Regions from separate parts of the Mus musculus genome. Here all the other regions are linked to region 7. Evidence: chromatin contacts called from public HiChIP or PLAC-seq and promoter capture Hi-C data. All regions are on one chromosome and are shown on one strand. The core of a region is the stretch at or near the end of the contact, and the rest is flanking DNA. Distances in the headings are between cores, read along the strand shown. Region 1 overlaps Polq (polymerase (DNA directed), theta). Region 2 holds the start of Timmdc1 (translocase of inner mitochondrial membrane domain containing 1). Region 3 holds the start of 4930565N06Rik (RIKEN cDNA 4930565N06 gene). Region 4 holds the start of Polq (polymerase (DNA directed), theta). Region 5 holds the start of Arhgap31 (Rho GTPase activating protein 31). Region 6 holds the start of Hcls1 (hematopoietic cell specific Lyn substrate 1). Region 7 holds the start of Lrrc58 (leucine rich repeat containing 58).

The links. Promoter capture Hi-C pulls out the DNA fragments that hold promoters and counts their contacts. HiChIP or PLAC-seq counts read pairs in DNA pulled down with a chosen protein or histone mark.
Region 1: a contact with region 7 is called in an H3K27ac HiChIP or PLAC-seq map of regulatory T cell precursor, with 4 times the contacts expected there. The contact joins the enhancer-like site here to the promoter of Lrrc58 in region 7. A contact is called at or near these places in 3 of 39 promoter capture datasets (the 3T3-L1 cell line, the C10 cell line and hippocampal neurons), 5 of 115 datasets of contacts at active chromatin or transcription factors (cardiomyocytes, differentiating embryonic stem cells, embryonic forebrain and 2 more) and 1 of 9 other capture datasets (embryonic stem cells).
Region 2: a contact with region 7 is called in an H3K4me3 HiChIP or PLAC-seq map of the 230-238 cell line, with 12 read pairs. The contact joins the promoter of Timmdc1 here to the promoter of Lrrc58 in region 7. A contact is called at or near these places in 8 of 39 promoter capture datasets (the 3T3-L1 cell line, 3T3-L1-derived adipocytes, the HPC-7 cell line and 5 more), 4 of 484 Hi-C or Micro-C datasets (CD4 T cells, CD8 T cells, cortical neurons and 1 more), 10 of 115 datasets of contacts at active chromatin or transcription factors (the 230-238 cell line, astrocytes, bone marrow-derived macrophages and 7 more) and 1 of 9 other capture datasets (liver).
Region 3: a promoter capture Hi-C map of hippocampal neurons shows a contact between it and region 7, with 2.5 times the contacts expected there. The contact joins the promoter of 4930565N06Rik here to the promoter of Lrrc58 in region 7. A contact is called at or near these places in 3 of 39 promoter capture datasets (hippocampal neurons, liver and pre-B cells), 1 of 115 datasets of contacts at active chromatin or transcription factors (embryonic stem cells) and 1 of 9 other capture datasets (embryonic stem cells).
Region 4: a promoter capture Hi-C map of hippocampal neurons shows a contact between it and region 7, with 6 times the contacts expected there. The contact joins the promoter of Polq here to the promoter of Lrrc58 in region 7. A contact is called at or near these places in 3 of 39 promoter capture datasets (hippocampal neurons, liver and pre-B cells), 1 of 484 Hi-C or Micro-C datasets (CD4 T cells) and 3 of 115 datasets of contacts at active chromatin or transcription factors (astrocytes, bone marrow-derived macrophages and memory CD8 T cells).
Region 5: a contact with region 7 is called in an H3K4me3 HiChIP or PLAC-seq map of bone marrow-derived macrophages, with 4 times the contacts expected there. The contact joins the promoter of Arhgap31 here to the promoter of Lrrc58 in region 7. A contact is called at or near these places in 2 of 39 promoter capture datasets (pre-B cells and stem cell-derived epiblast-like cells) and 1 of 115 datasets of contacts at active chromatin or transcription factors (bone marrow-derived macrophages).
Region 6: a contact with region 7 is called in an H3K27ac HiChIP or PLAC-seq map of regulatory T cell precursor, with 5 times the contacts expected there. The contact joins the promoter of Hcls1 here to the promoter of Lrrc58 in region 7. A contact is called at or near these places in 2 of 39 promoter capture datasets (hippocampal neurons and liver), 1 of 484 Hi-C or Micro-C datasets (CD4 T cells), 1 of 115 datasets of contacts at active chromatin or transcription factors (regulatory T cell precursor) and 2 of 9 other capture datasets (adipose tissue and embryonic stem cells).

The regions. Positions count from the first base shown.
Region 1 is chr16:37,092,889-37,096,148 of GRCm38.p6, reverse strand. It overlaps Polq (polymerase (DNA directed), theta), which reads right to left. Exons shown (of 30, transcript NM_029977.2): 28 at 3,174-3,260; 29 at 2,020-2,135; 30 at 732-1,648. The coding sequence ends at 1,535. Among named protein-coding and RNA genes, the nearest start is that of Polq, 83 kb to the right of the region's middle. Within about 2 kb of position 1,493, at least 45 of the 459 cell types and tissues checked have an H3K27ac peak or open chromatin away from gene starts, as enhancers often do. A contact at or near this core is called in regulatory T cell precursor, where this site is marked.
Region 2 is chr16:38,521,175-38,524,558 of GRCm38.p6, reverse strand. Timmdc1 (translocase of inner mitochondrial membrane domain containing 1) reads left to right here and starts at 1,896. Exons shown (of 7, transcript NM_024273.2): 1 at 1,896-2,218. The coding sequence starts at 2,025.
Region 3 is chr16:36,895,771-36,898,692 of GRCm38.p6, reverse strand. 4930565N06Rik (RIKEN cDNA 4930565N06 gene) reads left to right here and starts at 1,504. Exons shown (of 3, transcript NR_040476.1): 1 at 1,504-1,696. It overlaps Golgb1 (golgi autoantigen, golgin subfamily b, macrogolgin 1), which reads right to left. Exons shown (of 22, transcript NM_030035.1): 9 at 1-188.
Region 4 is chr16:37,009,782-37,013,135 of GRCm38.p6, reverse strand. Polq (polymerase (DNA directed), theta) reads right to left here and starts at 1,350. Exons shown (of 30, transcript NM_029977.2): 1 at 1,077-1,350; 2 at 1-29. The coding sequence starts at 1,236.
Region 5 is chr16:38,711,021-38,714,378 of GRCm38.p6, reverse strand. It overlaps Arhgap31 (Rho GTPase activating protein 31), which reads left to right and starts at 1,344. Exons shown (of 12, transcript NM_020260.2): 1 at 1,344-1,805. The coding sequence starts at 1,706.
Region 6 is chr16:36,933,077-36,936,252 of GRCm38.p6, reverse strand. It overlaps Hcls1 (hematopoietic cell specific Lyn substrate 1), which reads right to left and starts at 1,270. Exons shown (of 14, transcript NM_008225.2): 1 at 1,179-1,270. It overlaps Golgb1 (golgi autoantigen, golgin subfamily b, macrogolgin 1), which reads right to left. Exons shown (of 22, transcript NM_030035.1): 22 at 3,168-3,176.
Region 7 is chr16:37,866,874-37,870,256 of GRCm38.p6, reverse strand. Lrrc58 (leucine rich repeat containing 58) reads right to left here and starts at 1,857. Exons shown (of 4, transcript NM_177093.3): 1 at 1,277-1,857. The coding sequence starts at 1,761.

The DNA.
Region 1 (3,260 bases), core at 244-2,743, 770 kb after region 7:
TTTTCTTAAAGATCTGTCAGGCATTTTTCTCTTTTGCTCATTCTCTCTGAGGTTGCCGAGTTGTTTTTTCTTTAAATGTCTTGAATTCTTTAAGACTGGTGGATTTGGGGGTGGGAATACTTCCTTGGACTCTCATATTTGTACTTTGTAATGAGATATAGGCATATGGACATATCAGGCTGGTATACAGAATAGGACGTGAGGGCTGGGCTGAGCTTTAAGGTTAGCTAAGGTGGTATAAAGTCAGGTGGACACAGTGGGCTGTGCTGGTACATGGGATATACACATTAGTCCCTGTCTAGAATTTGGAGCACAGGTCTGGAGGAGGTGGTAAGGAAGGTGTGGAGGGAGAATCATATAGATTCACTGGCTTCAACCCACTAGAAAACTGAGAGCAGTACAGATTTTCTTCTTGAGAAACACAGTATAGCTGATTATACATATATATGTGTGTGTGTGTCTATATATGATATAATATCCCAAGGAATAATGAAACAGGGGTGGCAGTTCATGCCTATAAATTCATCATTTAAGAATGGAGGAGTCAGGACTGAGAGTTTGGGGCCATCTTCTGCCCCCTTCCTCTCCCTTCCCATCCATCCAACTGTATCTGATGAAGCAAGTATCTCTTTTCATCATGATTAACACACACAAAAAAATCCTCTGATAAAGTACAAAGGTTTCTGATACTCTTCGACCAAATAGATTTTTAAAAATTAAAAACATTAATATAAATTCCCATAAATTTATTTGAACAGCAAAAAGATATATTAGTTATGAGTAAAGAAATCCAATGTTTTAAGCCTGAGAATTCTCTTCATATCATACCACAAATACAGGCACTAAGGGGCTAGCTAGCAAAGGGGCGTTTTCCTGGCCTGGCAGTGTTAGGTTCAAGTGCAATCAATGTCTAAGCTGACAGACACTTCTTATGGGGAACAGCTCATTTTAAGAGTGCTCTAAATCCTTCCTTGTTGGACCGCCGATGAGAAGAACAAGCGGCAACAGTTCATGAAAACTCATTCTAGATGCCTTTCACACAGCTTACTGTCTTATAGATTTTCAATTTGAGATTTTAAAATTCTACTTCAGAAGTTTTTACTGTAGAAAAAGATCACACAAACTGCATAACTCTAATGACTGGAGCTGAGCACTGCCCGTGGCTCTTGGGGGATTACATTATGAGTGCTGGAGTCCTTGACAGGAATAAAAATGGCCCTGAGGCAGCAGCTCCACTCCTTCACATTCTACACAGTTGAGAACCCAAAGTGCTAAGTGCATTTTTCAAGCATACATTCTGAGACTGTTTAACACTCCAATAAATTATGAAAGGCAAATTCATAGATACTCTTTGAGAGTGAGGATAACTAATAAATCTCCCCTCAAAGCCTTGTGACACCACAGGGGCTGGACTGAGGTATACATTAGAAACCCACTGGAGACCTGCTTGTTTAAGAGCAGGTCAAAGGGCAGACTCTATGCATTCTAAGTGACTGTCTACCAGGCTGCTCTGGGGATCTGGTTAACTGTACCATCACACATCAAAGTCCTTCAGCTCTCCCCAGCTGGCACCTATTTTCACTTTCACTTTCAGCTTCACAGAAAGTTTTATAGCACATTCCATTTCATTCTTGACAATCTGAGCCACCTGCAAATAAAGAAAAGAGGTTAATAAACTCCTTCCAATCAAAGGCTGTTCCCCAGCTCACCCACAGAGAAAGATAAACCAGACTGCTGCTCTACATTGTGTTTAAACACAATCAGAAATGAGCCAGGCATTCAGACTGCCCTGCACTGATGAGAAGTTCAGAACTTGGAAACCTCAGACAAACGTGTCTGCATCAAGCATCCCCTTACTTTCAGTGTGAAATTGAGCATGCTTGGCTTTTCTCCCCATAGGGATTCAACGTTTATGCAGCCAGCCTGTGGTAGAGAGGGTCCAATACATCGTACATGGCAAAGAACCGGTCATTCTGACCCCCACCATCTGCTGCCTACATAGTAGACTGAACAACATACCTGAACAACATCCTCTTCTGCCACTTCATATAAAAGCTCGTCGTGAAGTTGAAGGATGAAGAATCCTCCTCTCATGGGACAAAACATCCCTTTAAGTTTCCTCTTGGGCAACAATCCTGCTCCAAGAAAGAGAGCAAACCTGAGCAGCATGCCATCAGACTAGAGGGAAGTAGATTTTGTTTTATTTTGCTCTTAAAATTCCAAGTTTCTTAAGATTCCTTAACATTTTAAAACACACAGGTCTTGGAACAATCAAAAAAATACTGGCTGCTGCCTAGCAGGCAAACTCAAATACCCAATAACTTCATTGCAGAAAGAAGGAAGTAAACAAGATATGAAGCTTCTGAAACTTCTCTAACCTGTCTCTCTAAGGATCTTTCACTCTGAGAGGCATGGGGCCCGGGCACTACTTCAGGTACAGTCAATGTATTGAGCCACAGAGGATCCCTGCATGTGCAAAGTCAAACTCCTAACAGCACTACAGATGCTTGTGCTGGGTGTGCATTTTTGATCACCTCTCACAGATTAACAGATATGCAATACAAAATGGCAGGAATCCATCGTTTTATAAGTCAGACATCAAAGAGACTTACAGAGAAATACAAAATAAATTGACTTGGGACTAATTTTCTTCTGTTCCAAAAAGATTTACATTCATTAAAAAGGTGTTGCTTATGTTAAAATATGGTGTGCTGATGTGTGTACAGGTGTGGGTGTGTGTATGTGGGTACAGGTGCCTAAGGAGGGCAGAGGTGTTGGCTCCCTTGGAGCTGGAGTTACAAGCCACTGGGAGCCTTTTGATGTGGGTGCTGGGAACAGAAGCCAAGTCCTGTGCAAGAGTAGTATGCACTTTTAACCTCTGATCCATCTCTTCAGCGCCCCCTTTTTTATTTTTATTATTGTCTTAAAATGTTAAACCAAGCCTAAAAATTCTTTAATTTCCAATGTGGTAACTATAGCATATATAATCTATATAAATAATAATTCTTTGGTATCATTAATAATTTCCAAGTGTATAAAGACATCTGGTACCAAAATATTTTAAGATCTTTAGAAATGAAATATAAAATATGCCCTCCCCACACCCACCTTTCAGATGCAATCATTTTCACCATATTAGATCTACCAAGCACCTCACTGCTATATAGACAAACCTGTTCGGTCATTCTGGAGCATACTTTCCCGATGACCGTGGGATTTGAAGGTTGAACGGAAGGTCTCTAATTGCTTCTGAATATTAA
Region 2 (3,384 bases), core at 647-3,146, 650 kb before region 7:
GAATGTGGGAGGCTGAGTAAGAGAGAGAGTTAAGGTAGAGCGGTGAGATGGACCATCACCAAGGGCCTAGGGAAATTCTCGGTACTAGGTACCAAAGGCAGCTTTTGAGTCTTTGGGGCTAGGATGTAGGTGAGTGGTAGGACACTCGCCTGGCATAGGAGCATTTTCCAGGACCACCTAAATGGAAAAGGGAGCTGAAGAGTTTGTGAAATCTATCTGGTACTAAGGAAGACCTTGTTTGTCTCTACAGGATGTTGGATCCTGGGGACATCTGAGCTATATGTAATGGTTTTTAACATTTTATTTTATGTATTTGAGCACCCTGTCTTCATGCACATCAGAAGGGAAGATCAGATTCCATTACAGATGGTTGTGAGCCACCATATAGTTGCTGGGAATTGAACTCAAGATCTCTCAGAAGAGCAGCCAGTGCTCTTAACCACTGAGCCATCTCTCCAATCCCCATAGGTAAATGATTTTGTTAGTGTTTGCCCAATCTTTGCCCTGTCCTCATTCATGTCGACCCTGATTCTAGAAAGTTCAAGTGCAAAGGATCATTTCCGGGACCTCAAATGTGTCAAAGAAATGCACTCAGCTCTTCTCACAGCTAAGCTAGACAGTCAACACATTCATTTTGTTGGGCTTTCAGGCCCTGGGACCCTAATCCCAGTGACCACCTCTGAAAAATAGACCAAGCAGGCATCAAGCTAGAGCTAGGAATTGGGGTCTGAATAATTCACTCAACATTTAATTACTTCAGGCAAGTGGATCACTGAGATGGAGGCCTGCCTGGTCTTCAGAGCTAATTATGTGACAGCCAGGGCTACACAAGAGAAACCCTATCTTGGACCCTCCTTCCCTCCAAAGAAGATAATTACTTAACATCTACTTCATGGTATAGACTGATTGGTGATTCCTAAGTCCAAATCCAGAGATGAAAGCACAGCTTCAGTCCTCTTGATAGAGATCAGCAAATAGGCAATTATACCACTGCAGTAAATGCTAATGGGGGCTTCATTCACGGCACTTTCCTGAACCTCATCTGTAGAGATGTCCCACAGTCAACTCCCAAATCCTATTACTATATCCTCATGAAAGTTTGTAATCAATCACTTATTTAGGTACTCCGTGGAAGTGACTGTAGAGCACCACCAAGCTGTATATTCATTGTGGTACTTTAACTAGAAAAGAAAAATAGTAGGTGAAAGGGTTTGCAAAGACTATGAGATTTGTGGTAACGACCAATAACTAAATTACACAAAATGATTGGGAATATTTTTACCTTGGTAAACAAGTTTTTTGGTTTTGTCTTGTGTTGAAAGAAACAGGAAATAATAGTTTCAGTTATTAAATGATAATTCTAGATCTTTTGCCTTCTCGGAGCAGTAAGCATACGGATACTTGTAGTGGAGCCCACGTTATGGGGAAAAAAATGCCCACAGCTGATATTTCAAAAATAGTTTTTAAATCTTGGACCTTTTCGGGTGCGCCCTAAGGTTAGACTCTGCTCCGCCCAGGAAGCTCCTCCGGCCCGCCAGGGCGTGGCCTAGAAGCGCATCGCCTACCTCTTTCCCCACTGCGCTTGCAGTGATTAAAGTACTGTCCCCTTCTGCGTGGCCTTCTGCATCTTACATGAGCCATCTCACTTAAGCCCCTGAGCACTTCAAGCTGAGCAGGTCCAGAAGACCAGAGTTACGGGGCGCAAACGCCAAAGGACATCACTGAGATGAAACGAAACGGCCGCCAACTCACTTCCGGGGCTCGACTGATCCCTAACCCTGCGCTACCGAAAGAGCTCTCAGTTCCAGTTTCTACGTCCCGAGCCCCGCCCTCACCCCGCCTTTGCGCGACTAGGGGCGGGGCTTCCGGTCTCCTTTCCGAGAGCTTCCGGAAGTGAGCCGGCTGGGGACCGGATGTGAGGTTCAGTGTCCCCCAACGTGCCGCTAGTGGGCTGTACAGGTCACCCTCTCCCACGGTGCCCGCCGACCCTGGGGTGTCTGTCTCTCTGCGGGTAGGAGGGCGCCATGGGCGCGCCGCCGCCCGCTCCCCGCAGCCGCCTTTGCGGAGCCTGGGGTCCTTTCCCCCGAGTCTTTGCTGCCGGTGCGGTGGCTGCGGATTCCCCAGGCTTTGTGGAGGATCGGGAGCAGCGTTCAGGTGTCTCAGACCCCGGTTCCCTGGAATCCGGATGGGACCGCCTCCGGCAGCTGTTTGCCAAAGAGTAAAAATGTCTCGGGTGTGTGGGGAGGGATGCTCGGGGGACGGCCGCAGCCCGGGCGAGCTCCAGCGCGCGGTCCCTGCGACGCTGAAAGTTCTCTCTGCCCGGATAGTGTCCGACCTGGTTGACATGCAGCCTTCTGAGTCGGATTCACTCAGAGTCACACTCTTAAGACAGTATCGTTCTCGTGAAACCAGTACCCTAACTTTACATATTAGAAAAATTGGATTCATTCGATTATTGTCATGTAGTATCACTGGGAACTATATTGTGAAGTCTACACTAATATTGTTTTTTCGTATTTCGTTTGATTTTTCTTTGTCAGTAATGGCTTTATATACTCCAGAAGCTGGAAGGACAGAGAGAATTGTTAATTTATCATTATTATTTTGCACAAGAAAAAAAAAAAAAACAGTGACAACTGTTCTCCTCCTCCTCCTCTCCGCACCTTCCAGCAGCTCTGCCCCCTTGTTCCCACCTCCATTGTTAAGAACTACTTGTATGTGGGGGTCGGTATTTGGGTATGGGCAGTAGAGTGCACATGCCCTCAGCCAGAGGTGTCAGATTCTCCTGGATCTGGAGTTACCTGGAGTCACAGTTACAGGGGTTCTAAGAACTGAACCCGGATCCTTTGTAAAACTAGTACACGATCTTAGCTGCCAAGCCATCCCTCTAGTCCCCCAACTCTCCTTTTTGAGACAAGAGTTTTGCTGTGCTTGTAGACCAAGCTGGCCTGAAACTCAAAGCTACAATCCATTCTCAACCTCCCAGATTTTGGGATTACAGCCGGGTCTTCTGGGATTCTGGGCCGAGCCTCTCTTTTTTTTTTTTTTTTTTTTCCCTGATGGGGGTTGGTCATCTGCCACAGATGTTACACGCCCAGCTCCATCTCCCTTTGCAGAAGATACTAAAATAAACTATGTGAGGAGTAAATGATTAATCCTGCATTACTTTCACCTGATATTTATTTAACGTTATTCATTTATTAATCAATGGTGAAAGTATCTCTTTTCATGAAGTAGTTTACCATACTACACTGTTATCAAGTGATTATAAATAAATTTGGACAAGGGAGCTGGCAGACTTGTATTTAATAATTCTATTAGTTTCAGCATCTCTTTTTAAAAATTATTTTTATTTTATGTGTATGAGTGTCTTGCCTGTGTGTA
Region 3 (2,922 bases), core at 255-2,754, 970 kb after region 7:
CCTGCTCGCTCCAGCTGTCCCTGAAGCTGATGCATCTCTTCTTGAAGGTTATGGAAGGATAACTTTCTCTCTGCCACTTCGAGTTCTACCTTTTCCATCAGGGTCTTGGACTCCTGTCTTTCTGTTTCCATGGTATTCTTTAAAGTATTATGTTCAGCCTCCAACAGCTGTAGCTGCTGTGAAAGAACCTAAAATAAACAAACAAACAAAACACCAAGCATGAGGATCCACAACTACCGCACTCTCTCATTCGGGGAGCACACTGAAACACTCCTACGAGCCTCTCACTGGCACTGAACCTGTGGAGTAGCGAATACCCTCTGTGTTTGCTTTCCAGATAATTTGGACTATTCACATTCCTATTTGCCTTATATGGGTGTGTATTCATTTGTGCCTCTCCTGTTAGAGAACAAGCTTCATGAGGGAAGGAGGCACGTTGTCTTATCCATACTTGTCGTAGCACCAGCACAGGCTCTGACAAGACGGACTCAATTCACTGTGAATAAATCACTCTAGTCCATGCCCTGGAGGAACGCAGGGTTCAGGCACCGAAGCAGGCTGAGCATCATACGAAAGCACAGAGGACACGGAGGGATATCTGGGAATCGTTCAAGGGAAGAGAAGAGGGATGGGGTAGGCTTTTAAAGACAGCCAAACAGTCTAAAACTTAAAAGTAAGCAACGAGCCAGGCAAGGAGGAACGAAACATGGTACTTCAGGCAGAGAGAGAGCCAAAGGAGAAACACGACTACCAACTGCCAAGGTAGTTGGAGTTAGCATTGAGAAAGTCAGGTGAGGAAATGGGAGGAGGCTAGAAAACAACAAGGCTCTGCACACACCTGTCACTAAGAAAACAGAGCAGTTCTCTAAGTAATAAGGAGGCTGGTCACATGGACAACCCTTCTCACGGGAGTGCGCACGCGCGCACACACACACACACACACACACACATGCCACTTGTCGGGAAGAGCTCTTTATGCAAAGATGTTCCAAAGACAGAACTAGGTCTGGATATTACTGATGAGGGCAGAGTTAGAATTAAGAGATTAAATCAGCAGAACTGATAATTAATTGTAGGGGTTAAAGAAGACAAAAGAAACAAGAAGGTTTGAGTTTTATTCTTTTAACTGAATACCCTGTTAAGAGAAAATATGGTGAAAGTATTTTTTAAAATGTGCTTTTGAATTGGATACGCAACAACTAGACCGACTTGTAGGGTAAATGTAACGTTTCAATGAGGCACACAGGAGTAACAGTCAGATCACGGTCACTGGTCTCTCTCATGTCAGTCAAATGTCTGTGTTGGGAACATTCACTCTTCTGTGCTAGGGTTTCCTAACAGATGTTGTCAAGTGCAACTACAGACTTCTGTGCTTGATGTGCTGTGCTTGATGTGTTTCACTTACTGTCACATCCTGCATTCTATCCACGTTGCTGTAGAACATAGAACTTCATTCCTTTTTTAGGACTGAATAACATTCCATTGTGTGTCTATTTCACAATCTATATTTATCTGTATTACACATCCACTGATAGGTGCCTAGGCTGGCTCTTTGTATCTCGACCATCATGAGCAGTGCTGCAGCACTCACAGGAGAACATGGGTGCCTCTGGTCTACTCAGCGTGGGGAATGCCAGGCGCTGGTAGCTCCGTGTCTTGTCTTCTGAGCTACAAATAATCTGCTTTCAGAAGGAAGGTGAGGTGACACTGCCAAGCTTATTGGTCAGCCACGAATCTCCAGGGAACTAGATACATACCAAAAGTACTGGGGAGATAAATACTGGGAAGAAACCAATGGCAGTGGGACAGCCACAGCTGCTGTAAGAGGGAAGGAGATAAGACTGTATATAGTAAGGATACTGGGCAGGGGCTAGTCTGTTCGCAAACACTGTCTACCGGGCTGGAAGAGAAGTCTATAAAGGAAAACTAATTAAAATAAAGAAAAGTTTCAGAGACAGGAAAAGAACCAAGCTGTGCCCTGTGCTAATGGGAATGAAGAAGCTTCAAGGAATAAGTGACAAACTAACAAATATCAGCAAGACACAGTGGCACAAGGGGTCCCAGAACACAGGAGAATCACGGATTCAAGGGCAGCCTGGATTACACAGAAAACCTATTTTTAAGAAATGAATATAAACAACCAACTACCAAGAAACAAATAGTGCAGAAAGGTCTAGTAAAATAAGGCTTAGACACACTAATCAGATTTGAGAATTACAGGTGGTTGGTGACTCTCTAGAATGTCTTCAGTAGTATGGTAATGATTTGTGCTCTCACAATCTTTCATATGTGCCAAACCCTAACATTTTTATTTGCTATTTCATGTGATTCTAAAATAGGCCCTTCATATAAATTCTACTACCCTTAGTTTATTGATGGAAATCTGAAGCCTACTAAATCAACCAGGTGTGTGTAGGCATCCTCTATGTTTGAAGTTTTTTTGTCTGTGATGAGGGAATGATACTACCCATTGCATAAGAGAGCTGTGAAGATCCACAGTGCATTAACTAACATGTAATCTGACAGAGGGCACACAGATACAGGTATCCACGCAGCAATGGCCTAGTTACTGCCCCAGGACACCCAGAGAAGACCTAGAGTCCGGATACCAGTTTTTTGAGGATGAAAACAAGAAGAACACGCTTCTATACTACTAAGAAAGCTGCCTCAAGGAGGCTTTGCTGGACAGTGAGGAAGAAGGGTATGGCTGATTTTACCAGGCAGCAGAGAACACCCATGTAAACAAAGGCTGTGTTGCTATAGAACCAATTCTGCATTAGAATTTGGCTACCTAGATATGACAATGGGACAAGGACACAGGGAAGCCACAGATAGGTAAGAAATGGCCAAAGTGGGAGGCACGGGTCCATACAGGATAGCATTGGGCCCTGCTAACTGAGGTGAAAGTCTGATGTTATTAGA
Region 4 (3,354 bases), core at 101-2,600, 860 kb after region 7:
GTCATCAGAAACTCTTCGCTTGTTTGTTCCTTTCAGAAAAACAAAAACAATTTAATTACCTCCAACATACAAGTTTAGTAGTTAAACCTGTTTGAATTCCTACCAAACTTAAAACACATCTTCACTTCTAGAGACCTATTAAGAAACTGATCCTATACAGAAAAATGCTAGCAATTTTTTATTTACTAGATGAAAATTTGAAAACTCTTAAGAGCCACAAACAAAAGTGTGCTATAGCTGGGCGGTGGTGGCACAAGCCTTTAATCCTAGCACTTGGGAGGCAGAGGCAGATGGATTTCTGAGTTCAAGGCCAGCCTGGTCTACAAAGTTGAGTTCCAGGACAGCCAGGCTATACTGAGAAACCCTGTCTCGAAAAAACCAAAAAGTGTGCTATACACACTGAATAAAAAGTTTGTACAGATGTGGAGGTAGAAGGGTGATTAAGCATTACAAAGCTGTTAGATGAGTTTCTCTTTACGATTTAGTACTGAGGTATCTGCATAACCAAGGGCAAAGAATTATGAAATGCACTGGTGTAGGCCTATAATCCCAACATTTACGGATAAACACCCTTGGTCCGAGATCGAGACAGCACCCAGCCTGACCTAGAGCAAGCCCTTATCTCAAAAAAGCAAACAAGAACTGGGTTAAGGTTCTAAGACAACATGTGCCTTCCAGCTTTGCTCTTTGCAGTCCAAAGAGCCTGCATCCTACACCACACCCAGAAATTTGGTACTTATATATATGAAGTTGTACCACTGGACATTTATCCTAAGCAAACCCTCGACATGGTGACAGGATCTGGCCAACTTGGAAGTTGTTTCTGGGAAGGTGTAAAGACCCAAAAACCAAAGAACGCCCATATCTACTGGGGCAGTGGTGGACTAAAACACCATCAGCTGTGCATGCTGGCCAAGAGGGAAGCCATCCCCAGGGTTGAGTCCCAGGCCGGGTACTGGATAGCAGCCCTGCCTCCAGCTATCCAGCTCCGGTGCGGGAGTGCATGGCCCTGATACTCTCGCAGCCCATCTCAACCCCTGCTGCCCTCGGCCGCGTCGGCCCCGCGGGTCGAGTACCTGTCCCTGTGAGCCTCCGGCCGCGTCCCAGCCCCGGAGGTGGACTCAGCACCGGTCCACACCGGAGCTGAGGGCTAACAAAGCTATCACCATCTCCCGAGAACGTGTCGGAGCCGGACGATGAACGCCGCCGTTTCCTACTCCGGCGCGGAAGACTCATTGCAAACAAGCTCCTCTCGACTGTTCAGGACACGACACAGTCCCATAGGCCTCCCGCGCGGGAGAACCCCAACCTAGTGACAGCTACCGCCTCCATCTTCCCGCCTCCATCTTCAAATGCAGGCCTCCCAGCACGCCCCGGAACCACAGAGTTCTCCTGGCTAGAATAACCCGACTACCATAGAGTGGTGAGGGACGGAACAGCCCGCGCTGATATCTGGCTTCCGGCCTCCGCTGGCGGCTGGGGATAGAAAAGGGGATAGAGTGCTGGAGACATTAAAAGGAACGGAGCATCTGACTGCATTCGTAGATTGTTCTAAAAACATTCCTCCTGTTTTTACTTATTTCTGGTTTGAATCGGAAGCTAATGAGTTGCCCTTATGTGAATAGATTAGGAAAGTATCTCTTCTTTACTATTGTATTGTGTTTGTTTCTTTTTTGTTTCTTCAGATTGTGTAAAAAAAAAAAAAAAAGTAGGGTTTTTTGGTAGAGCGTAATTTGTGCGGTTTTCCTCTTGTCAAATACGTGAATTAAAATAACAGATGGGGGTGGAGTAGAGGACACGCCCGGGTTAAACATTCCAGGCTGTAGACTGGTTCAGTGTCAATTATTTTGGGTTATCTCGGCCCCTTAAATAGCCACTTGTTTGGTCACACAACTCTGTCATGTTCTTGTGACTATTAAGTAAGTCGTTTGGGAATGTACGAATTTGGGAATGTAGCTTCCACCAACCCAAAAGCTAAGCATGTTATATGCATCTGAGCCTTACAGCAGAAGTTTCTCTTGATTTGCTGGATCTAACCTACCTGAAGTTTCCATTAACATCAATGTATCTTTAAACGTCTTCAGTTATAGCTCTCTTTGCTCGGAAATATAAAAACTCTGTAAAACTGCTACCACAAAACAGTATATAGAACAATTTAAATTTGTCCCTGGGGCCATAGTAACTCATATTTGTTCCAGAATAAATTTTCTTATTCCCTCTGAGTTGAGAACTGCACTTCTGTGTTGGCAGTTGATAGGGAAGGGATTATTTCTGCGGTTATATCCTGAGGATTGTATGATCAGAACTGGAGATTCTGGATAGATCCCTTTGGTGTTGAAAGAGGAGGCTCTGAAAGCACATGAGGGGTCATTCTGAACAAGGAAGTTAGTTATAGATGTGCTTTGACCAACTTCTGGACGTAAATCGGTGCCTGGTACTTGCCTAGTTCCACAGTTCATCTCACCAAGCCAACAAGTGGGTGACAAGCCTATCCTGAAGAAATTATGGCCATTGGTTTGGGGGAAGGATGTGGGGAGTGAATTTAGGAAGTGGTTAAACAATATTCTAAAATCCCACCAGAGGGAGGCATTACTCCATGAAAGAAACGCTTCCTTCCTTTATGCATTTATTCACTAGGAAATTATTGGGCATCAACAGTACACTAGTCTCAGTGTCAGTGATGCAGGGTGGAACGCTTCCTGCTCTGAAAGATACTGGTACAAACATTGACTAAATTAATTATTAATTTAAATTGTGACTACTGCTCAGGGAGAAATTCCTAGGAACAGAGGACTATCAAAGGAATCCTGACTTATAGTCTCAGTGGAAACTAAAAGTCCAGCTGTAGACCTACACAGTCTGGGTCTGGGTTTAGAATGTATTGACTGTGCTATCTTGGGCATCTTGCATAACCCCTCAGTATTCCCACATCATATGAGAAGAGTAGGAGTCTATTATCTGTGGATGAGTATACAGAATGCTGAGACCAGGGCTGCCACATAAGTTCTGTTCAGAGAAAATTACATTACATATTTTAACAAGCCCTAATAATAATTCAAGACTGTAATGAAGAAAGAATAAGCCAGAGAAGTCTCTTACGATTAGCCCATCGAATACTAACTTACTTTATTATGTGAACCATGAGGAGATAAGAAAGTCCACTGGGGAAGCATTGAAAGGGATGGTCTGTGTCCTGCCACAAGCCTAAACTACGCATTCAAATCTTCAATATTTATTCCCAGTATTTTTTAAGTCTTCAAAACTAAACCCAAAGCTACTTCTCAAAAATATCACTACCATATACCTGGCCATAAACCCACACTTCGGGAGGTTGTAGGCCCCAATAAGCAATCG
Region 5 (3,358 bases), core at 95-2,594, 840 kb before region 7:
AATAACAGACAGGCAGAGGTGCCTCCAAACTAGAAGGCTTGTCTTGAAAGCCAGCCGCCGTGTCTTAACGTATGGCACTCCTTGTTTTACGAGAACGCACTTGTGGTATAAGCAGAGCTTCCTTCCCACAGGAGACGACAGAAATCCAGCTTTCTTACGGAGAAACATCTTAATTCTTTAGTGTTGGCTAAATTTTTTTTTAAACAATATGTTCCAAACAAAACACATCTGTAGGCCAAATTTGGTAGGCTGGCTATCAGGTTATGTCTGGACATAGAGAGAAGGTCAGAGTTCAAAGTTCATAAACTGCCATGATGGCTTTTAAGAGGAATCAGTAACTAAAATGCAACACATAATACTTTTGCCAGCTATATGAATGTACCTACCCTTCAAGCCTATATATGGATTTGAATGGATGCAGGAAGTTTAATCTAATCTTTGAGTTGTCAAGGCACAAGACTTTAAGTGTTCACTGTGTGCTGAGTACACACGAGTCAAGGAATTCCAACTAAAGCAGGAAAAACATGCCGGGGTGAAAACATACGCCTCAAGTTTTAAAACAACCTGGGAGACTGGCAAAATGTCAGCGCCCCTTAAATCTTGGTTTCTTTACTCAAATCTCTTGCAGTTAGTAAGATCGGGATGTGTGTGTGCGTGTGTGTGTGTGTGTGTGTGTGTGTGTGTGTGTGTGTGTGCCTGAACTTGAGTTTGTAACTAGAAATATAACTTCTTCCTGGGCAGTGGTTACAAAGCTGCACCTCTCTCTCGCCCGAGGGTATCCTAACCTCAGCGTGGGAGAGGAGACGTCTGGGCTTCAGGGACCGCAGACCCAGGCAAAGAGAGATGGGAGTGGCCAACGTAAAGGCTTTGCCGGTCAGGTTTCTGGAATCCCAGTCTTTGTTACTGTCACTACACTTAAGTGTCGACGGAGGAGAAAGGCAGGCACTGAAATAGAAAGTGTCAGGACTGGGATGACAAGGAGAGCAATTCCATGAGCACCCATCCCGAGCCCTCCCTGCAGAGTCCGGCGCCGCCTCCTGCGCTGTGCAAAGAGCCTGACTGGCGGCAGGAAGCGGGCGGGCGGCCGCGGCTCCTCGCGAGGCCGATTTCCTCCGGGACGGCCCTGGGCGATACTCTGGACTAGCAGAGCCACTTCGGGAGAGCGCGATCTCTCCCCCAGCCCGCGCAGCTCAACCCACCCACTTACTTCCTTCGACTGCACTCACAAACACACACACACACACACACACACACACACAGCTGCCAAAAATTTCCAACCTCCGCCCCCCTCCGGAGCTGACTTCCTTCCAGCGCTTCCTGAGCTGGACGATCCTGGGATTTGTAAGACAGGAAAAAAGGGACGGCGCAAGGGCGGGCAAGGGGACGTGATGCTGGCTGTTCGCGGTCCTCCAGCGCTCTGAAGGCAGAGCGCGGGCCTAGGGCGGAGCACACTCAGCCCCGGGGCGGTCCCCTAACCGCCGCGCCCCGGCCCCGGCTCCTCGCAAGGCTCAGCCGAGAAGCGCGGGGAGACGCCGCCGGAGCCCGAGTAGGGAGGTGACACCCGCCCGGGGCGGTGCACGGCCCAATCTGCGCGCCCATGCGGACCCGCGGCGCCGCTCTGCCCTGGTGACCCGACCCCGAAACCCTCATCAGCGGTGCGGAGCAGAGAGCGCAGACGGAGGGGCAGCCTCTGTGGGGCTAACTCATGAAGAACAAGGGTGCCAAGCAGAAGCTGAAACGAAAGGGAGCCGCCAGTGCGTTTGGATGTGACCTGACGGAGTATCTGGAAAGTTCGGGACAGGATGGTAATGTACCCCCCCCCCTTTTTTTTTTTTGTTTAAGAGCGATGGATTTCTCTTGGGGTGTGCTGGATGCAGTTCACAAGTTAATGTGTTCCAGGCTCGTGCGCTCACTGTACTTTAATAGGAAAAAAAAAAAAAAAAAAAAAAGACAGTTCTTAACCACATCGCCTCCACCCCACAGTGCAGGAGCTGGGTCTGTCCATCCGACGTGTCACAGGAGCGGTGGATGAGCAGTGGTGTAGCTGTGGCGTTTACTGGCCATTTCTGAGGCTGAAGCCCCGGGAGGGAGGCTCGGGTCTTAAACTTTGGGTATTGAAAGGGAAAGATGAGGGGGTGACTGACGTGTGGTGAATCTCTCTGGATGTATCATTGTGATCATCTTAAATGTGCCTCCTGTACTGGAAGGTTTCACCGGCTCACATCCTTTTTTATTAATGTGGTAGGAGGCAGTGTGCTGGGGGTGGGGCGGGGAATCCTGGCTGGGGGAGTGCTTGCACAAACATTTTCTGTATTTCTGAGTTGATGCCAAATATACAGTACCTCCCCCGACCCCCCCCCCACCTCACCACCACCACCCTTTACCTCCTCCTGCCTTTTCAGAGGGGCCTTTGGTGTGTCCTGCGAGCAGTGTGTCGTAAGAAGGTCAGAGGGCCTCAGCTTTAAAAGAGTTTAGGATATAGAAGAGCGTCTCTGGTTTTTTTTTTTTTAAGTCAGCTTGGAAAAAGAAAAAGAGGAGCCAGTGGAAACAGTTTAAACATTTGGTGGGTGGGGAAAAATGAAAACAAACTATACTGGGATAACACCGTCTTGGAGGGTAAAAGTTTTTAATATAGCAAAGGTGGGGGAATGGGGCATGAAATGACTCCTTTTGTAAAGTTGACTGGTTCTGGACTTTAAAAAAAAAGGCTTCTTTGGAAACTTCAGAGAAAGAGAAAAGAGCCCACTACACATATCTCATATCTATCATTATACATAGATAAATACAACAAAAGAACACTTAGGGCCATGTAACTGCTCAGAATAATTCTGCCTCAGGAAAACTCTCCCTGAAACAACTGGGTTTGTCCATATCAAGTGTGCATCCCAGAAACAGTGCAGGGCCTTTGTTTCATTTCCCCTTTTTGAAGACTCAGCACCCCTAGCAATTTGCAGTGGTGTGATATTCCTGTGGTATTCGGGAGTCCAGAGTCTGCTGTGTCATTAGGACAAATGGCTTAGTATTTCAGAGCTTCAGGGGAACTACTGGTTTTCAAAACCGACTCTGAAATTGAGGCATAACTGAAGTCAATTCGTTTAAATCTCAACAACACTCCGGAGAGGTCTTTTTGAAATAAAATCACTTGGACTGAGTTGTTTGTTGGGTTTTTTTTCCCCCCTTTTAAAACTTGACAGAGCCCCAAGTACACATCTTAACCACAGTGGTTAAGAACAAAATGTTTGTCTCTGCTTGTTTTTACGGGGGTCTCTTCGTGTTAACCTGTAGGTACACTGGGCATGCTTCTGAGGTGCCACCTTCTGTGACGTTGGAGCTGTTCTGAGGCATCTACACACACACA
Region 6 (3,176 bases), core at 21-2,520, 930 kb after region 7:
TGAGGAAGATAGGTTAAATAAAGATGTGGGAAGGAGTGGTGAGTTACCGTGGCCAGAGTCACTGTGAGCTATTAAGAACATCTGTGCCTCCCCCAGTTGGTATTAGCTACTAACAGGGGGTAAGACACATAAAGAGAACCTATGACCCACAGCTTAAGGCCTCACTTTGACATGTCCTGGCTCTCAGGCTACTCTACCACAGAAGGAAACTGGAAAGGAGAAGTCAAATACATTTATGAGCAATGAGGAAGCAGTGAGGTCCGATGGTCTCATCTTGCCTGATTCTCCAGGTCTCAGTTCATCTCTCCCATCAGCCCCTCATGCTCATGTTTAAGAGCAAAATAACTTACTATTCTTGTACTGTCGATTACTAATCAGGAAAGCTGCTAACTTAAAGTAGGAGGCTGGAGACAGGCAATGAATGCTGGGCATATCCAATACCTGATGACAGGACTGACTTATGGCATCCATAGGTGAGAGATCCATGGACACTGCAGTAATATGACAGCCCCTGTGAGACCCCTGTCTGTCACATGACACAGAGTCTATACTACTTAGTCAGAGACTAGACTAAGCCATCCATCAATATTAACTTCCTTGGGCAAGTCACTGATTGTTGTGATATTGTTTCCCAATGTTAAATAATTAAGGGGTTAACACAGTAGATCCAAAGCTCCCTCTGTAACACTCTGGGATCCCCACAGACATACAAAGTTACACCAGCTGAAGTCATGTTTGCATTTGACTCCTAAAAGCACTTGGCTCAGCACCAGTGTTCATTGGTGGTTAAATCCTGTCCCCTTACATTTCCCATGGGCATTTGTGTCCCTGTGAGGCCATACAAAGGCACACTTTGTCCTCATCTTCCGTGGGTCGCCTTCAGGTTAGCACACTGGGGCAGCCACCCTTTAGAATGGGCTGTGTAGATCATCAAGGGCATACTAGGGCCCAGGGTCCTAGATATGTGCTCAATCATGCTCCCCGAGTGCAGGCCATTTCCTTGTTCCCATCCTCAGATGTTCATTGTCAACCACTGCACACAGTCCTTAGGGCCATCAAGAGTTCAGCATCTATTAGTAAAGACCTCCCTTAACAAGGACTAAGTGCTATGTAGACTTCTTTTCCATACTTCCCTGTGCTCCCAACCCCTCACAAAACCCCCAGCTCAGAGCACCCACCTTTACTGGTTCCTGGTTACGGCTTTTCACATCTACACCAGGCGCCCCCTCCAGCGGCTGCCACTTCAGGGTAAGTAACAGAGCAGCTGCTCCAGTTCCGTTTTCAGGTTTTCTGTCATTTCCTGCCACACTGTCCTCACAGCTACTTCCTGAAGTTTGAGTCAGTTCCTTATACTTTGAGTACTTAGAAGGGTTAAGTGTTTCTGTGTCTAGTATTTTGCAAAGTTTTTCAGGTCACGGGAAAGTTATAAAAATGACCGTGGAGACACATCCCTTATCAGTTAAGACACAATAAGAATGCTGCAGGACTGCTCTGTGTCCTACGAAGGACAGTTGCATCTAAGTAAAAGAATTCAGAACAAGGCAGGTGTGGTAGTGAACTTCTGTGATCCCAGCACTTAGGGGTACCCTGGGCTACAACATTGTTGTAGAAGCCTGGTCTGAGGAAGGAAAAATGTGTGTGTGTGTAGTCTGCAGCAATCAAAAAAAAAAAAAAAAGGCTTAGTGGAAAAATGATCTGTATGTTAATTTTGAAGGGAAGTCTTAAAAACAATTTCTCCTCCTTGCTTTCTGCAGTACCTGAGACTCACACATAACTCACGAGGAAGGGAGAAGGCAGAACGTGGAGGGAGAAAACTCCCTAGCTTGATGGGAGGCTGTGTGGAGTCTGAGCTCACTTACAGAGTTCTGACTACTGGCCTTCTCTAAGCTGGTGAATTGAACTCTGACATACTCTACACTGTCAACATCTGCAGCCCTCCCCTTCTAGCTTCAAGTCAAGACATGCTCAGGTGACTTGTTGAGCCAATGAAATAGACCCTTTCTGATGTGAAGGCCACTGAGAACTTTGCTATGCTTTTACTGGCTGCCTTTCAAATAACCACCTCCCTGCTTCCACCCTCCATTCCTCACCCACCCCCGTCCCAAGCATGGCTCCTCTGGCAGCCTGGAGCACTGACAGGCAATAAAGATAATGAAAATAAAGTTCCAAGGATCTCTGGTTGAAAAATAATCCTACTAAGAACTTGCTTTTGCATCTGAGCCTGGCTCTCCTTATCCCAGTCATCTGTGGACTCTGACTTGCCTGGCTTACAGAGAATGAACCCACAAGGGTCCCAGGTTGGTGAAACTAGACAGAAGGGAACATTCTGTACCAACAGAAAGCATCTAAAGTCACTTCCCAGGGGATTGATTCTAGACTTGGAGCACTTTATTTGTTCTAATAAGGCTATTTATAGTTGAGGAATATGTAGAAAGGGGTAGCCTTAAATTAGGGCTAGACATTGTACCTCACCACACAGCAATGCACAGAACCATAGAACTTCAGCGATGACACCAAGGAAACCCACTTCCCCCTCACAAACACCCCATGTTCATCCCTGAGCAGAACAGTGCTGACATACAGTGAGCGTTGAAGCCAAAGAGAACAGGTTCCCATTAATCCTCTTCTACCCTGTGATACTGGGTCAGCTTTTCCCAAGTGGCAACTTTGTATAAGAGCATGATGTCTACCCAACCCGCATGAGCTATGAAAAGTCTCCTTCTGCACTGTGTTCAAGGAGAGCTTGTTGTTTTAGACACTCTTGCTATGTAGCACAGGCTAGCCTTAACTTACTATGTAGACAAGACTGGCCTTGGACTTATGGTCCTCCTGCCTCAGCCTCCTCAGTGCTGGAATTACAGGCAAGTGCCACCATACTTGGTGGTCCAATACTTTCAGAGTTTTCTCAGAACTATCCACAAGGCTTCACAAATTTACATCCTATGGTTCTGCTCCTTTAACCCAATCTCAGGATGGATTTTCTAATCTGAACCTCATCTCCTTTGGCTCCAGCAGCTGAGGCTAGAAGGATGTTCACAGCCATGTGGTGCTGGCCAGTGAGATGAAGGAGTCTCAGAACTTTCTCCTCCAGTTGCCACTCCTCCATCCCTCCCATAGTGTGCAAACACAGGCATGTAACTTCTGTGCCAACAGATAGTCTCACACAATTCCTTATT
Region 7 (3,383 bases), core at 608-3,107:
ACCAAAATAGGTCAAATCCCTGTCATTCTATCTCAGGGGATTAGCCCCAGAACTTAGGAAAATGTTGGGACACATCAAGTACTGTGTAAACATCTATCGAGGAGCAAATTAAGGGACACTGTGTCCAGATGCCTCATTTGGCAAACAGGAAGTGCTAAGTGACCAGCAGAAGGGTGAGATGTGAAGAAAAAGTCTTATTCCTGGGTCAATGTTTTCCCTGTTAACTCGAAGGTTCTTTCTGGCTCCACATTCTTTTATCTTGGCTAACCAATTAAAAGAGAGGAAAAATATTTAACAAGTGGAAGATGCTTTCTTGTTTTGCTTTGACTCCCCTGCAGGGCACATTAGAGCACTTCTATTATCCTCTCTGCACCTCCTCACTCCAGTACACTACTGACTAAGCCACTAGGAGATAGGACAGACAGTTCCTGTAAAGAAGGAATCACATTCAGTAACATACAGTAACACAGATACAATGGTATGATGTGTGACACACAGAGGAAGTAATTTGGCTCTAATTGTCCTGGGAACAGTTTTTTTTTTTTTTTTTTTTTTTTTTTTTTTTTTTTTTAGAATTACAGAAAAGACTCCTAAGATAAAATTTTGAAATGTGAATAGTTCCTCAGGGTCAAAGGAAGCGCAGCGTGGTTTTTTTTTGTTGTTGTTGTTTTTGGGTTTTTTTGTTTTTTTTTTTTGTACCCAACCCCAACCCCACAATTTAGTGAAGCTGCCTTTCTGGGTGTGTGTGTGTGTGCAAGGCTCACTGACTCCACAAATGGTACTTTGGGTATCGGGAAAAGAGGGGAACTGGAAATAAAAACCAAGGAAGTAGGTCAGCACCTCCTACGCCACGTTAAATGCCACTTTGATGCAAACGCATGGAAAGTCTCGGAAGACTTAACCAGTAAGAAATCGCCAACCTCTGTTAACGGGAGCCCTTTTGACTCCCTGTCTAGACTCAAGAAAGAAGGCGAAGTCCGGCTTAGTGGCGCATGTCTTTTAGCCCCAGATTTGGGAGGTAGAGGCAGGCGGAGCTCTGTGAGCTTGAGGTTAGCATGGTCTCCACAATGAATTCCAGAGTTCATTGGGGGGCGCGGGGGGCGTCGAAGACCTGCGGCAGGCCAAACACAACCCAAAGGCTACCACCCACCCACCCACCCTTGGTCAGACGCTACGGGTGACAATGGCTCGCCTAGTCCCCCTCCCCCTCCAACCCGGTGCCACGGAGCTCGGGCCACCGCCCCGCTCCCCACCCCCGGGACTCGCCGCCGCTCACCTCCGCAAGTTCTCGATCTCGGCGGGGATGCTCTGCAGCTGGTTGCCGCCCAGGCTGAGGGTCTGAAGGGCGCGCAGCTCCAGCAGCGAGGCGGGCAGCTCCTGGAAGCAGTTGCCGCTGAGGTTGAGCACTTGGAGGCTGCGGCAGAGCGGCGACTGGGCCAGGCCCTTGGGCAGCGAGCCCGGGCCGCCGAGCCGGTTGTTCCTGGCCAGCAGCGTGCGCAGGCCGCTCAGCGTCAGCAGCTCGGGCCCCAGCGCCGTGAGCGAGTTGCCGCTCACGTCCAGGAGCTGGAGGTGCGGGAAGCCGCCGCCCAACGCCCGCGGCAGCGACGTCAGGCGGTTGTAGGGCAGCAGCAGCCGCAGGAGAGCCTCGCGCGCGCCGCGCCGCTCCTCGGCGCGCGCCTCCAGCTCCGACTCCAACGCCTCGGCCGACACGCTGAGGCGGGACCAGTTGAGTTCGGCCTCCCCGAGCGCGGCCTCCTCCATCCCGCCGGATCCCGGGCCCGCGAGCCGAGGCGGCGCGCCCCGGAACCTAAAGCGAGCGCCGCGTCGGAAGTGGCGCGGCGCGGCCCGGTACGGCCCGGGCGCTCACCCCCGCGCGCCCTCCGAGTCACGCGATGGTCGGCGCCGGGTGCGCGCGCCGCTCCGGGGGCCGGGCTCCGCCTCACGTGGCGCACGGCGCGGCGTCCGCTGCGCAGGAGCCGAGGCCTGGCGCTCCCGGGAACCGTGTGAGGGAGCTGTGCTCGCCCGGGCGTCGCGGGGCTCGGTGGGCGAGCCGGAGGCCTGAGGCTCCCCGGAGCGGGCAGCTCGCCCTTTATAGTGTGGCACCCGGTGGTGGCCTTGGCCGCCAGAGTAAACAGCTCCGGGGCTGTTGATCCCGCCCGGGGGCCTGCGCGTCACGGGGCGCCGCCTCCTTTGTTCTCACTTGAGGCCGGGGCCCCCCCATTTTTGCGGGATCCAGAGAGAGTAGCCATGACGGGGACGTAGCCTGAGAATTTAATGTCTTCAGGAGAACGTGCTTGGTGGCCCCACGCCTCTCGTCCCCGCTCTGAAATGCAGAGGCAGCCGTACTGAGTCTGAGGCCCGCCTGACCTACATAGCCCAGGCTAGCCAGGGCTACACGGTGAAGAACAAAGGCCTCTTCGAAGCTAAAGCCAAAGTCGGAGATGGCTGTCGCCCCAGCTGGAAAGCATGCTTGAAGACCTTCCCTTCCCTGATTGCCTGTTGTTTCTTAAAGCATTGTCTAACGCGAGCGAGCCAAGACAGCCACAGCTATACAGTGAAACCTTGTTTGGAAAAAAAACAAACCCCAAAACAACAACAAAAAGCACCATTGTAAAAGTATTGTGTGTCCAATAAGAACTTTGTCCACGTCAATCACAGAATCACTCCTGTGGGCTTTGGTCCCTTGGGCATGGGAATGCGCTTGGGAGTTGGATATAGGAGCCCCCTTTATTAGATCTAGCTTACACTGAGCTCAGATGGAGAAAGCGTTCAAAGCACTCTGCAAGTGAGAACTAGATAGAATTTAACTGGGAAAGTCTTGACTCTAGCTCTAATTCACTAATTCCAGTAGATTTATTTTCATCCTGATCCCATTTCAATGTCAATCTTTTCTGAGATTTCGTTTTGTAATTTTAAAGTCATTAGTGGAAATAAGAGAAAAGCTTAGTTTCTTACCGAGCTTAAATACAAGAAAGTTAAAAGGTTATGTGATAACCAGTGGGATTAAATTGCTTTTTTTCCTAAAAATCATAACCTCATCTACTCAGTTGTGCAGATGAGAGACTTCATGCTACTTCACAGCTAAGCTTTATGATTGAGTTGTCATGTTTGTTAGTTTAAACAATCTATGAGTGGAATTTAAAAAATATGTGCCAGACATAGTAGTACCTGCTTTTAATCCCAACATTCAGGAGGCAGAGGTGGGAGTGTCTCTGTGAGTACCAGCCTGATCTACATAGTTTTAGGACTGTCAGGGTAACAAAAAAAAAGAAACCATGTCTAAAAAATAAAATAAAATCTGCAAGTGTCTTGAAGACATCTGATTTGGAAGTTCCTTTTTTAAAATGGACCTTATTTCAGATCAACCTAATATTCTAGAAGAA